3 separate regions of the Mus musculus genome follow, and all the other regions are linked to region 1. Evidence: chromatin contacts called from public promoter capture Hi-C data. All regions are on one chromosome and are shown on one strand. Each heading gives the region's core, a stretch centred on a gene start, on an enhancer-like site or on the middle of the called end of the contact. The rest is flanking DNA. Distances are from core to core; before and after follow the strand shown. Region 1 holds the start of Casd1 (CAS1 domain containing 1). Region 2 overlaps Ppp1r9a (protein phosphatase 1, regulatory subunit 9A). Region 3 overlaps Ppp1r9a (protein phosphatase 1, regulatory subunit 9A).

Evidence for each region. Promoter capture Hi-C pulls out the DNA fragments that hold promoters and counts their contacts.
Region 2: a contact with region 1 is called in a promoter capture Hi-C map of hippocampal neurons, with 2.0 times the contacts expected there. The contact joins the enhancer-like site here to the promoter of Casd1 in region 1. A contact is called at or near these places in 7 of 39 promoter capture datasets (the 3T3-L1 cell line, 3T3-L1-derived adipocytes, cranial neural crest and 4 more), 1 of 484 Hi-C or Micro-C datasets (the N1E-115 cell line) and 8 of 115 datasets of contacts at active chromatin or transcription factors (bone marrow-derived macrophages, craniofacial prominence, embryonic basal ganglia and 4 more).
Region 3: a promoter capture Hi-C map of 3T3-L1-derived adipocytes shows a contact between it and region 1, with 2.6 times the contacts expected there. The contact joins the enhancer-like site here to the promoter of Casd1 in region 1. A contact is called at or near these places in 4 of 39 promoter capture datasets (the 3T3-L1 cell line, 3T3-L1-derived adipocytes and maxillary cranial neural crest) and 3 of 115 datasets of contacts at active chromatin or transcription factors (embryonic stem cells, stem cell-derived neural progenitor cells and trophoblast stem cells).

Annotation. Positions count from the first base shown.
Region 1 is chr6:4,598,841-4,602,634 of GRCm38.p6, forward strand. Casd1 (CAS1 domain containing 1) reads left to right here and starts at 2,071. Exons shown (of 18, transcript NM_145398.4): 1 at 2,071-2,461. The coding sequence starts at 2,329.
Region 2 is chr6:4,990,282-4,994,075 of GRCm38.p6, forward strand. All of the region lies in intron 2 of Ppp1r9a (protein phosphatase 1, regulatory subunit 9A), which reads left to right. Among named protein-coding and RNA genes, the nearest start is that of Gm52886, 63 kb to the right of the region's middle. Within about 2 kb of position 2,195, at least 17 of the 459 cell types and tissues checked have an H3K27ac peak or open chromatin away from gene starts, as enhancers often do. A contact at or near this core is called in hippocampal neurons, where this site is marked.
Region 3 is chr6:4,946,224-4,950,017 of GRCm38.p6, forward strand. The region is part of intron 2 of Ppp1r9a (protein phosphatase 1, regulatory subunit 9A); the gene reads left to right. Among named protein-coding and RNA genes, the nearest start is that of Gmfg-ps, 45 kb to the left of the region's middle. Within about 2 kb of position 2,193, at least 13 of the 459 cell types and tissues checked have an H3K27ac peak or open chromatin away from gene starts, as enhancers often do. A contact at or near this core is called in 3T3-L1-derived adipocytes, where this site is marked.

The sequences.
Region 1 (3,794 bases), core at 821-3,320:
AAAAACTTGATAGACAAACACCAAATAACAGAAAATTCAACAGCATTTGAACCTACAAAAAATATCAGAAAGTAAAGAAGGTAAAGAGAAAGAGAGGGACAAAGAGAGGGAGAGGGAGAGAGAGGGAGAGAGAGGGGGAGAGAGGGAGAGGAGAGGGAGAGAGGGAGAGAGGCAGAGAGGGAGAAGAGGGAGAGGGAGAAGAGGGGGAGAGAGAGAGAGGGAGAAGAGAGGGAGAGAGGGAGAGAGGCAGAGAGGCAGAGAGGGAGAGAGGGAGAGAGGGAGGGGGAGGGGAGGGGGAGGGGGGAAGAGGGCCGGAGAGGGAGAGAGAGAAAGAGGAGAGTCCTTTGGATTTAACAAGAAATACCCATACCACCAGCAAAGAACCATTCAGTTCTTCAGGACAGAATGGGAACCAAGCAAGTGAAAATTTCAAGTAGCTACTCCTTCTAAAAGAAACAAAGAAGCAAATAACTTGGAACACAGAATCTAGTGGTGGTTTTAATTAAAAAGGGACATTTATCAGTGGAAAGGCATCAGCTAAGAGAGGGACCATTTATAGATGCCACAGGAAAGGGCCATCTTATGTGGAGATATCTACCAGGAAAAGCAGAAATAGGTAGAGGGGTTAACTTTAACACAGAGGAAAGGACAAAGGGGTTCCCAGATTTTCCCAGTATCTCAGAAAGCCTTCTGGGAAGCACAACTAAGTACAACGTCAGGTTTCTTTATTTTTGGCTAGCATTAGGCCAACCCTGGGGGTTAGCTCTGGTTATTGAAGGTGGATCAGAAATTCTAATTTGGTGTTGATGACATCATAGTATGTGTCTAGGATGTGATTGGCAGGCCACATATTGTTAGCCCAGTTATCTGGTTGTTGTCGTATCTGATTCAATTCTGCCAGCATGTGATCAGCCTCAGATCAGAAGAAAGAGCCAAAATTAAGCGACCACTTGCAGGGAACAGTGCCTAAGTGTTTGTACACTTATTTAACTTTATTGCTTATTAGCATTATATCTATGACAGTGATGTATGTGATTTCATTTAAGCGACAAGAATCTTTCATCATCATATGATGATTGTGGCTGGAAACATAATTTTAAAAATCCTTCAGTGGAGAGGATGGGAGTGACTCGACAGGATCTCTAAGTCCCTTTTCTCTAACATTCGAGAATGTTGAGAAGGGTCTGGAAGCACAAGGTTGGGGTTGGCTAAAAGTTGTAAAGAAGACTTGCCAACACCTCCAACTCAACAATGACTTACTTGTTCTAACCACAACATGCAAATAGCCATTCTTGTCTACAAGGCAACTCAAGACCAAGGGTATGAATAAGAATGCTTTTCAAAGGACACACAGAGTGCTGGGTCTATTGATAATCACAAAACATTAACCAAGTTTAAGGATTGCCACAGGCAACCAATCTGCTACCCTGGCCAACCTTAGTGTCAACAAAGATATTGTGTAAACATAAAGGAGAAAGGGGCTCTTATACTGACATCCACACCAACTTAGACACACTGTACAGGATGCATCTACACCCACTGCAACTGGACAAACAGCACATTGGGCAGTTGAGTATTAAACGGTGAACATGGGCCTTACACTTGAGTTGGGTGTTCGGATTTACAGCCACCCCAACACCTGGCCAGCATCTTAGGTGCAGAGGAACTTGCCAGACAGGTCGTGGGTGGCCTGCCGTTAAGGCCCCACGACCGTGGGAGAGCAGAGAGTAGAAAGTCCAGAAAGGGTGTGATGGGGGAAGCAGGGAGTGTACTTTTTTTTCCCGGAACAGTAGTTCTATTGCCCTAACCTGGGCTCAGGTAGCTGCCAGTCCACTTGGGCATAGCCCCGGAGCTGACATCTGGGCCGGGCTGCAGGCCCTGGCCCTCTGCCCCCCCAACACCCATACAGTCACCATGCCTGTGCAGCCGTCGCCGCCCGCTGCCGCCAGTGACCCGGTGACCCCGGAGGCCCGTCTGGGCCCGGTGACCCCGGAGCCCCGGGCATCCGGACCCCCGTCACAGGCGCAGCCGCTATTAAGGCAGGAGGCTACCAGGGAGGAGGAAGGGGAGGAGACAGGCGGCCAGGGCGCCTGGGGCACCGGCACGGCTGAGCAACGGCGGCGGGGTTGGGGGGAGGCCGACGAGGGCACGGGGAAGGCCGGCGGCACGGAGGCCGCAGGCTCGGACCCCTCGGCCCGCGGTTCGGGCGACGGGCAAGGGAGCTGGCGGCCGCTTCTCGGCTGGCTACGGCGCCCGCCGCCCCAGTGCTGCCCCTGCGCGGCGCCCCTTCCCCGCTCCGCCGCGCACTGTTGTCATGGAGGAACCAAGATGGCGGCTCTGGCCTACAACCTGGGCAAGCGGGAGATCAACCACTACTTCAGCGTGAGGAGCGCCAAGGTGCTGGCGCTGGTGGCCGTGCTGCTGCTCGCAGCGTGCCACCTCGCGTCCCGCCGCTACCGAGGTGAGCCGGCCCTCCCCCCGGCCCGGGCCGGCTCGGCCCGGGGGGAGGCGGCGCCGCGGCCCCGAGCGCGGGAGGCCGCCCCCCGCCGCAGCACGCCCACGCGCCGGCGGCCTCCCGCGGCCCCGCGGCGCCCCACGTGCCCGGGCCGACCCCTGCGGGCCCCTGCCCCCAGCCTCCCGCTCTCGGGGCCACCTCCTGCTGGAGCGGGGCTCCGGAGGCGCGCCCGGCCCCGCGCCCCGGTGCAGGAGGTCGAACCAGGGGCCCCCGGGGGCAGCCCTGGCGGCACCGCCTCCCGGATGCTGGGGTCGCACACGGTGCGCCCGTGGGGTCTGCCTCCTGCCCTGCCACTTCAGGGCCCAACGGTTGGACAGCGGCTTGGGCCGCCCTGCTTACTTTTGCCAAAAGGGCCAGTGTGGCTAAAGATGCCCATGGCCCACCTCCCTCCCGTGGAGGAGGTGCCACCAGCCTTTCAAACACTTTTCAAGAGTTTGGGTTGCACAGTTTTTGTTTTTGTTTTTACAAATAAAGACACTGAGGCAGGATTTTGGTTTTTGTTTGTTTCTTAAAGGAGTTAAGGAGTTGACCGGACTAGACGTGAGCGGGCGAAGCAAATAGTTAAGCCTTTTGAAAGCTGGCCTTCAATATGGGTTTACATACTGGTGGAAAGCTGGAAAGGAACCAATGAACTCTTCTCAGAAGGAATTATCCTTCAGTTGTCAAGGGATATTTGCTTGTTTTTTTGATTGATTTTTTTTCCCCTTTCCTTACGATAAATGCCACCAGGACAGTCACTGACAGTAGGAGGGAAATTATAATGATAGGATCTTTTGGTTTTGACCTTTGGTATCCTAAAAGTCATTATATGGACAGCTCTTGGTGACTGTGAGATAATTAGACAAATGTGACAGCCACGTGCACATTAGCGCTGGGCCCATTTATACTGTACAGCCCAGTCACGAGAGTACTAGAGTCTCGGCTGTATTCCCATTTCACATGATCTCTCAAAGTGGAGGCCATTTTGGTCAAACTTGATGGTTTGTTTCTACCTACTCTTGAGTTTTCCAGATCTTAAACTTTAGTATCATAGCTGTATCTTTTAAATATATTATCTTACAAATAGCTTAATTGAATTAAAAAAGATCCTTATGGCTAATTCTCCAGTCCTCTACAGATTCATAGCAGATGACCTATCAGAGCCTTGGCTTCTTACTGCTGACATCAAGAAAGCCTACATTTTCATATATACAACACAATTAGCAGTACTGATGAACCAACTGTTGATAACTCAGAGAACATGTTTCTTTTAAATGTGATTAATCTTTTTATGCTAGTT
Region 2 (3,794 bases), core at 945-3,444, 390 kb after region 1:
TCTCTCAACATTCTAATATGAAAAACAAGTATTGGGGCTGAAGAGATGGCTCAAGACTGGGTGCTCTTCCAGAGAACGTGGGTTCAATTCCCAGCAATCACATGACAGCTGTCAATCATTAGTAGCTCCAGTTCCAGCACTCTCTCACAGACATAAATGCAAGCAAACACCAATGCACGTGAAGTAAAAAACAAATAAATAAATATAAGTATCTTTTGAAGTATGTGTGTATATATATATGTGTATGTATATATCTATCTAATATGCATACATATATGCACATTTATATATTTTTAGCTAAACATATTTCTATGTATTGACATTTTCCAGATGTAATATTAAAATTAAAGTCAGGTGCTTATCTTCACAGCAATAAACAATAAATTGAAAAAACTGTAGCGTGAGGTGATATGTGTTCTGATTTTATTTATAATTTAGGTTTAACCCCTTGTGCTTTAACCCTAGCGGTTTATGGTATTGGTTCTGTAAACAATACCATCCCCACTCTGCTTATCAGTTCGCAGAATTTGGAAGTGTTCTTATTTGATAACTAACAAATGGTTGATCTAACCTTTCTTCACGTTTATGTAGTTTGTGTGTGCATGTGTGGAGCTTGGAGGATAGCTTACAGAGTTGCTTCTCTCCATGCAGCATGTGGTTCTGGGGACGAAACTGAGGTTGTTAGTATTCGCTATTGAACCATCGTGCAATCCTCAAACACTTGATCTTACCGTATCCAAAGCATTACCTCGTCGTCTTCTTTATGCTCTTATTTAACACGTTGAATGACCTGATATGTTACATTTAAATTCTTGTTGACAGAAGATAGCAGTTCTGGACAGGGTTATTAACTTGTCCAGTTCCATAGCACAGCAGCTGGGCATGCTCTGATGTGACCAGGCCATGCCCAACCAAGATGGCTACGGTCTAACATTTTGTCTGGTGTCAATAAATCGACATGAGAGGTTATTGATTATAATAATGATGAACCTGAAGCACCAACATACCACTTCTGTACATCTGGCCAGAAAGAAGATAATACATTTGTGAACATTTCCATTTACAGCACTAAAATCAGTTTAATTAGTTGAAGACATTTTCCCACAGTGTGGAGATGTGATGGATAAATATAATACTTACTTAATGCTATATATTTGTATATAAAAAGCATAGTTAAGAACTTCACTATACAGAGCCTAGGATTTGTAGGACTGAAAATGTGACATTTTAGCCTATATTTATATATCTTTCTCTTTCTGTCAGTGACTGCCACCCTGCCAAGTCTGTGGGAGTTTTATGATCTGCTCCCTCTGAGACCTGTGGGTTCCTGTAACATTTTGCTGTGATTTTATTGGTTTTGGACTCAAGAACTAAAAATACAGTGAATATAGTTCACTATTCACATAACAAGATTTAAGTGTGTTTGGTTTTAAAAGTTTCTTTGGTTCCCTTATATTTATTTCTATTTGAATAAATGGACGGGGAGCCTGTGTATGCTTAAATAACAGAATCCAGTCTGGTCAAGGAAATCTTTCAGAATATAGATTTATGGCAACATGGATTTTTTTTTTAAGAGCAGGAGCAATTTACCCCAAAACTTTAATGCCAGGCATACTAATATCTTACCTTATTATTTGTTGTTTGTCTAAATTTATCTTTTAAAAATACTTTCTCTTTTTTTGTTTTTGTTGTTTGTTTATCTTTGAAACAGTCTCATACAGCTCAGGCTGACTTGAGCTGGCTGTGTAGCTCAGGCTGAACTTTAATTCCTGGCCCTCCTGCTTCCTAATCTCAGGTACTAAGATTACAGATGTGTACCACCATGACCAATTTTATTTTAATCTTAGCATGTGCATTTCATATTAGTCTAATCTTTAAGAACAAATATACACACATACATACAGACACGCATGCTTGTGCAAGCATGCATGCACACACACACACACACACACACACATCTTTCAAATCCTTTCTCTCAACAAGGGCTAAGGGAAGAAAACTGTCTAAAACAGAATATATTCCAGTGTACTAATGGTTGATAGCATATTGTAATAATACCCATATACAACCTAAAATGAGAACCAGCAGCCTGGAGAACTTTCAGATATACCCATAATCTAATGCCTCTGGTCCTACTCTACTCAAATGTGTGTGAAATCCCATGTTGGTACACTCTCTGCCTGTCAGTGACTACACTCCTCCATGGCACTTGCCTTCTGCCAGCGCCATCTGTGACTGCGCCGAGTCAGCACTCGGGACTCCACCTGGGTTTCAGCAGCCCGAGTGCTCCCGGCTTTACCGTTACATCTCCTCCAGAGGAAAGGTCACTGGGTTTGGTTACAGAAGTATGAGAAGTGTGTATTCGTAGGCTTCTTACCACCGAGAAGAAACCACCTAATGGATACACCTTATGGGTGCAAAGGCTTACTTTGGATCCTAGTTTCCAAGTGTCCATCCATCATGGTGAGGAAGGTATGTTGGAGAAATGGGATATAGGCGATGTATGAGACAAGATCAAGGAAGGACCTACCATTAATCCCACCCCCTTGGCTTCTACTGCCTCGCAGTAGAGATACCTATGCAGCATCAAAGGAATAACATGTCCATAATCCTTCCTGGGAGCACCTTACAGACACACCCTTACAGACACACCCTTACAGACACACCCTTACAGACACACCCTTACAGACACACCCTTACAGACACACCCTTACAGACACACCCTTACAGACACACCCTTACAGACACACCCTTACAGACACACCCTTACAGACACACCCTTACAGACACACCCTTACAGACACACCCTTACAGACACACCCTTACAGACACACCCTTACAGACACACCCTTACAGACACACCCTTACAGACACACCCTTACAGACACACCCTTACAGACACACCCTTACGGGCATACCTAGGCATGTAGTTCACTATCTAGAGATTGCTCAGTCCCATCAATTTCTCAGTTCAGATTAAGGACCATTGGTCTGGTGGCAAAACCCAACAGTTGGAAGGCAGAGGTGGGTGAATCACAAGGTTAAGGCCAGTCTGGAAAACTTACACACTTATTTTAGAATGTCTGACGATAACCAAAAATAACTACTAAGACTTCTGTTTTCAGCTTTCATATTTTGAAATGATGGAAAGCATTATTTGTGAGATTCTTACAAAGTGTGAGAGAATTAGAAAAAAGCAGTCTGCAGAAGAAAGAAAGTCGCCAGAACCATACTCAGGTGTGGCCATTGTCAGTGTAGACGATCAAGGTAGAATAGAGCATTTCAGAACCATGGAATATTTTAAGGGCTGTAACATACCCATGACTGGAACGTGTGCAGAAGAAAAGGTTAACAGGAATAAAAATAATTGAAGATTTTTAATGGCCAAGAACTTCTCCAAACTAAGGCTGGTCCTTTGCAAAATCATACACGCAAAAGCTCAGAAAATACCAGGTGGCATAAATACCCGAGTCAGCAGACAAAGGTGCAACAGCAAGGACAGCAGCCCACCCTGCAGACCACGTGCTCCTCAAGCCTGACAGGAGCCAGAGGGTTGTCTCTGTTCTCTGCTTGAGTGGATGGAGACGACGTGGTGAGTAGGAACGACCAGGCTCCTTCCGCCACTCGGGGTTTTAATTACCCTCAACTTAGGTTATAGTTCTCTGAGACACGGTGACAGTGGAGGCCTTCGTTACCTCCACCCTTTCCCTCAGGGCACGTCTGTTCTCAGTGTGTAATTCCTACTCTCTGACATAAGGGCAGTGGCATGGCCCTTACCATGGCCGAGGTGGCAT
Region 3 (3,794 bases), core at 943-3,442, 350 kb after region 1:
CCATGGCTACCCAGAAAAGCCATGTCTTGAAAAAAAAAAGAAGAAGAAGAAGAAGAAGAAAGAAAAAGAAAGAAAAAAGAAAAAAAGAAAGCCGGGTGGTGGTGGCGCACGCCTTTAATCACAGCACTCGGGAGGCAGAGGCAGGTGGATTTCTGAGTTCGAGTCCAGAATGGTCTACAAAGTGAGTTCCAGGACAGCCAGGGCTACACAGAGAAACCCTGTCTCGAAAAACATAAAAAACAAAACAAAACAAACAAACAAAAAAAAACCAACGAAAGAAAGAAAGAAAGAAAGAAAGAAAGAGAGAGAAAGAAAGAAAGAAAGAAAGAAGTAAAGGAAGAAAGAAAGAAAGAAAGAAAGAAAGAAAGAAAAAGAAAGAAAGAAAGGAAAGAAAAAGAAAGAAAGAAAGAAAGAAAGAAAGAAAGAAAGAAAGAAAGAAAGAAAGAAGTAAAGGAAGAAAGAAAGAAAGAAAGAGTCTGGCTGAGTTCTGGCCTTCTCTCAAGACTGCTCAGTTACAGCTCTGGGGGTTGTTGTCCAGATGCTGAGATGAATGGTTTCCCCCTGGCGTCTTCTTCAAGTCACTGGTGTGTGTATTCACCTTTGGAGTCCTAACAGAACAAAATGAATTTTGCTGAAGGTCGTTGTAACCACTCGGAATGGTATACGTTGTATTATAAACGAGGCAAATGACGCCTCTGTTCATCCCGGTTAGAGCCAATAGAGAGGAAACTTTGGAACTTCTCTTTGGACACAGGAGTAGATAAAGAGAAAGCATCAAGCAACCCCACTTGGACAGGTGTTTTACGTGGCTTCAGGTAAGCTCCTTTTTTTTTACAGTAGTTCTTTATAATCGTCACAGAAAGGGGGTGGCATCTTGATGCTTGCCAGAAGTCAAAGCAGACAGTGATGACCCAGGATTTTAATCTACATTTTTCTGTTTGATTTTTTATTTTGATCAACTTTCATGTCTCGTGGAAGAGAAATGAGAATAAAGTGAAGATAGTGCTAATTCAAAAATGTTTCTTGTGACTGACAGGTTTCCTCTCATTTGCTTGTTTAGTGAAGTCCAGTGCGCTCCCTCCAACACGCCACCTGCTGCCTGCCCTGTGGACTCCTTTGTCGGCTGTGCAATCAGGGCCATGCTTTACTGAGGTGGCCTCTCGGCAGGGTTTCATGGGGTTTTCCTATGAAAGATTAGTTTCTTTTTTAAAAAAATTTTATTAGATATTTTCTTTATTTACATTTCAAATGCTATCCCAAAAGTTCCCTATACCCTCCCCCCTCCCTGCTCCCCAACCTACCCACTCCCACTTCTTGGCCCTGGTGGTCTCCTGTACTGGGGCATATAAAGTTTGCAAGACCTAGCTAGGGGCCTCTCTTCCCAATGATGGCCGACTGGACTAGAAAGATTAGTTTCAACAGGTGAAGGTCAGAGTCAAGTAATGATGTGGTGTGTTTAGTTCAGAAGGGAAACACAACGTTAACTTGTTTCCAGAATCTGATTGCTTTTTTAATTCTGCTCTATAAGAAAGCAAATGGGTTAATAAATTAACAAGACTTGCCCCCAGAGAGAAAAATCGAGCCTTGGGAAGTCCGGTTCTTTGGCTTTCAGAGAACTGTTAAATCTTTTGGTTCTGTCAGATACTCTGTCCCTTTCAAATGGAATGACTAGTAGATTCTGTGTTCTTTTGAAAACCCAATAAATTGTCAAAATGGTAACCCAGTTGTTATTTTCATTTCACTTATAAGTAAATGAAAGTGGACAGCACAACTACTGCAAAAGCAAAACCCAGTGATCTTTTAGACAGGAGAATCAACCATGAACTTCTTACAAAGTTCAGTTAGGAGTTCTGGTTGGTTATCTTGGTAGGAAGTTGAAGACTCTAAGGAGCCCATGTTATTTTTAGAAATGACTGGTGCCCTTTACTAAGACTTTTGAAATATTTGTGGCTAATACTGCAGTAGCAAATAGTGCCAAATTTGGACACAGTTATCGTATAGGGCAGCAAAGTGCTACTTACAGCATGAATTAAAGTATTTGCAAAATGTTTGTTTGCTGTTTAGCACACTTCCGTTTAGTTGTGATTTGAGGCTAAATCATAGAATGGGTTCCTATTGTACCCTCAGTGTGTTTGGTCTTGGGTTCCCCCCTTCGGCTTCTCTTCTCCTCTTGTTGAGACCTGGCTGGTGCTGCGATCCCAGCTGGCCTTGTGGCCCTTCCTTAGCTCCCACGTGCTGGCAGTACAAGTCCCGTTCAGCACTGCAGGCTGACTACTTTTTGCTTATCTTCCAAAGCTTGTTGACTGTTACTTGTTCTGAATGTTCATTGTGTGTCTATCAGGTGTCTTTTGCAAATTTGCTGAACCCTCTGGTACTTACTTTAGACACAGAAGAGTTTCCTGTGGTTCTCTGTGCAGCACTGAACTCCTTAGTCCTAATCTGTATCTTAACGCACATCAGGAATGACAGAACTCATTTTTCTAGTTCTAGAGGGAGAGGTTAGTTGGGAGGGTCAACTCGATTAAAGCACTATATCTGCCTGCCACAGTAAAACCCACTAACGGGTACAGTTAATACACAAAGGCAGGGAAAACCCTGAGTTTTAGTAGAATCACTTTCTATGTAGTCTGTCTGGCTAAAACCACGGGTAAGTAATGAACAACGCCATCTCTCATTAAAAATACACAGAAATAAAGCCTTGTGATTTTTTTTAAAGATTTATTTATTTATTATTTGTAAGCACACTGTAGCTGTCTTCAGACGCTCCAGAAGAGAGAGTCAGATCTCGTTACGGATGGTTGTGAGCCACCATGTGGTTGCTGGGATTTGAATTCCGGACCTTCCGAAGAGCAGTCGGGTGCTCTTACCCACTGAAGCATCTCACCAGCCCGCCTGTGTGATCTTAAAGTACGTACTTAAACGCATGAAATCTACCTGCTCTAGGCTTTGTCTTGGGTGCCTGAATGGCCACTGAATCATTGAATTATGCATTATAAGACTATATATGATATCTACTTCATTTTAGCACTGTTCTTGAATTTCTCCATCTGGGAGTTTCTTCACAGGCAATGCAACCATAAATGGGAGTGCTCAGACAAGAACATGTGTGTAGATGCTGTCTCTTCATAGAATTTTATCAGTGAAATGACTTAATTTTAAATATATGAAATCCCAGCATTCAAAACTCATCTTAAGAAATCATAAGGGGGAAAAATCTCTAAGATGTTTAGGGAGTCAAGTGTTTAGGTTTACAGAACTGTGGAGCCTTTGTACGTGGTGAAACATCTCTCAAAAAAGTAAAGTAAGCAGTGCTTATAGCAAAACTGTGCTGTGGGAATAGGTTTCTTTTGTTATGTAAACAGTGCTTGATGCATTTGAAAGGAAATTTGAATTTACCAGTTAATAACACTAAATTTGCATTGGTCAAACATGTAAAGTTGGTAAGATTTTCTAAATTCTAATATACCAGGCAACTTAGTTTTACTGGTTATTTCTATTTAGTAAGCTCGAGAAACACCTTATATTCCATAAACTACTTTTAATGCCTGTGTAGAATTCTTTAGCTGCCAAGCTTAGAAGTTTCAATTACCCTGAAAAGGAACTGCACATCAGGTCATTCCATATCCGTGTCGTACCTACCTGCCTCTCGCAGCTGGGAATGGTTTTTGTTGCTTTGGCTCAGACTGCTCTGTGCTGTTTATGTAAGTGGCATAATGAGTAACATCTGGGCTTTTGTATTTGCCATCTTCTCTTAGTTTGATGTCTTCAAGGTTCATCCTTGCTGTAGTACTTTA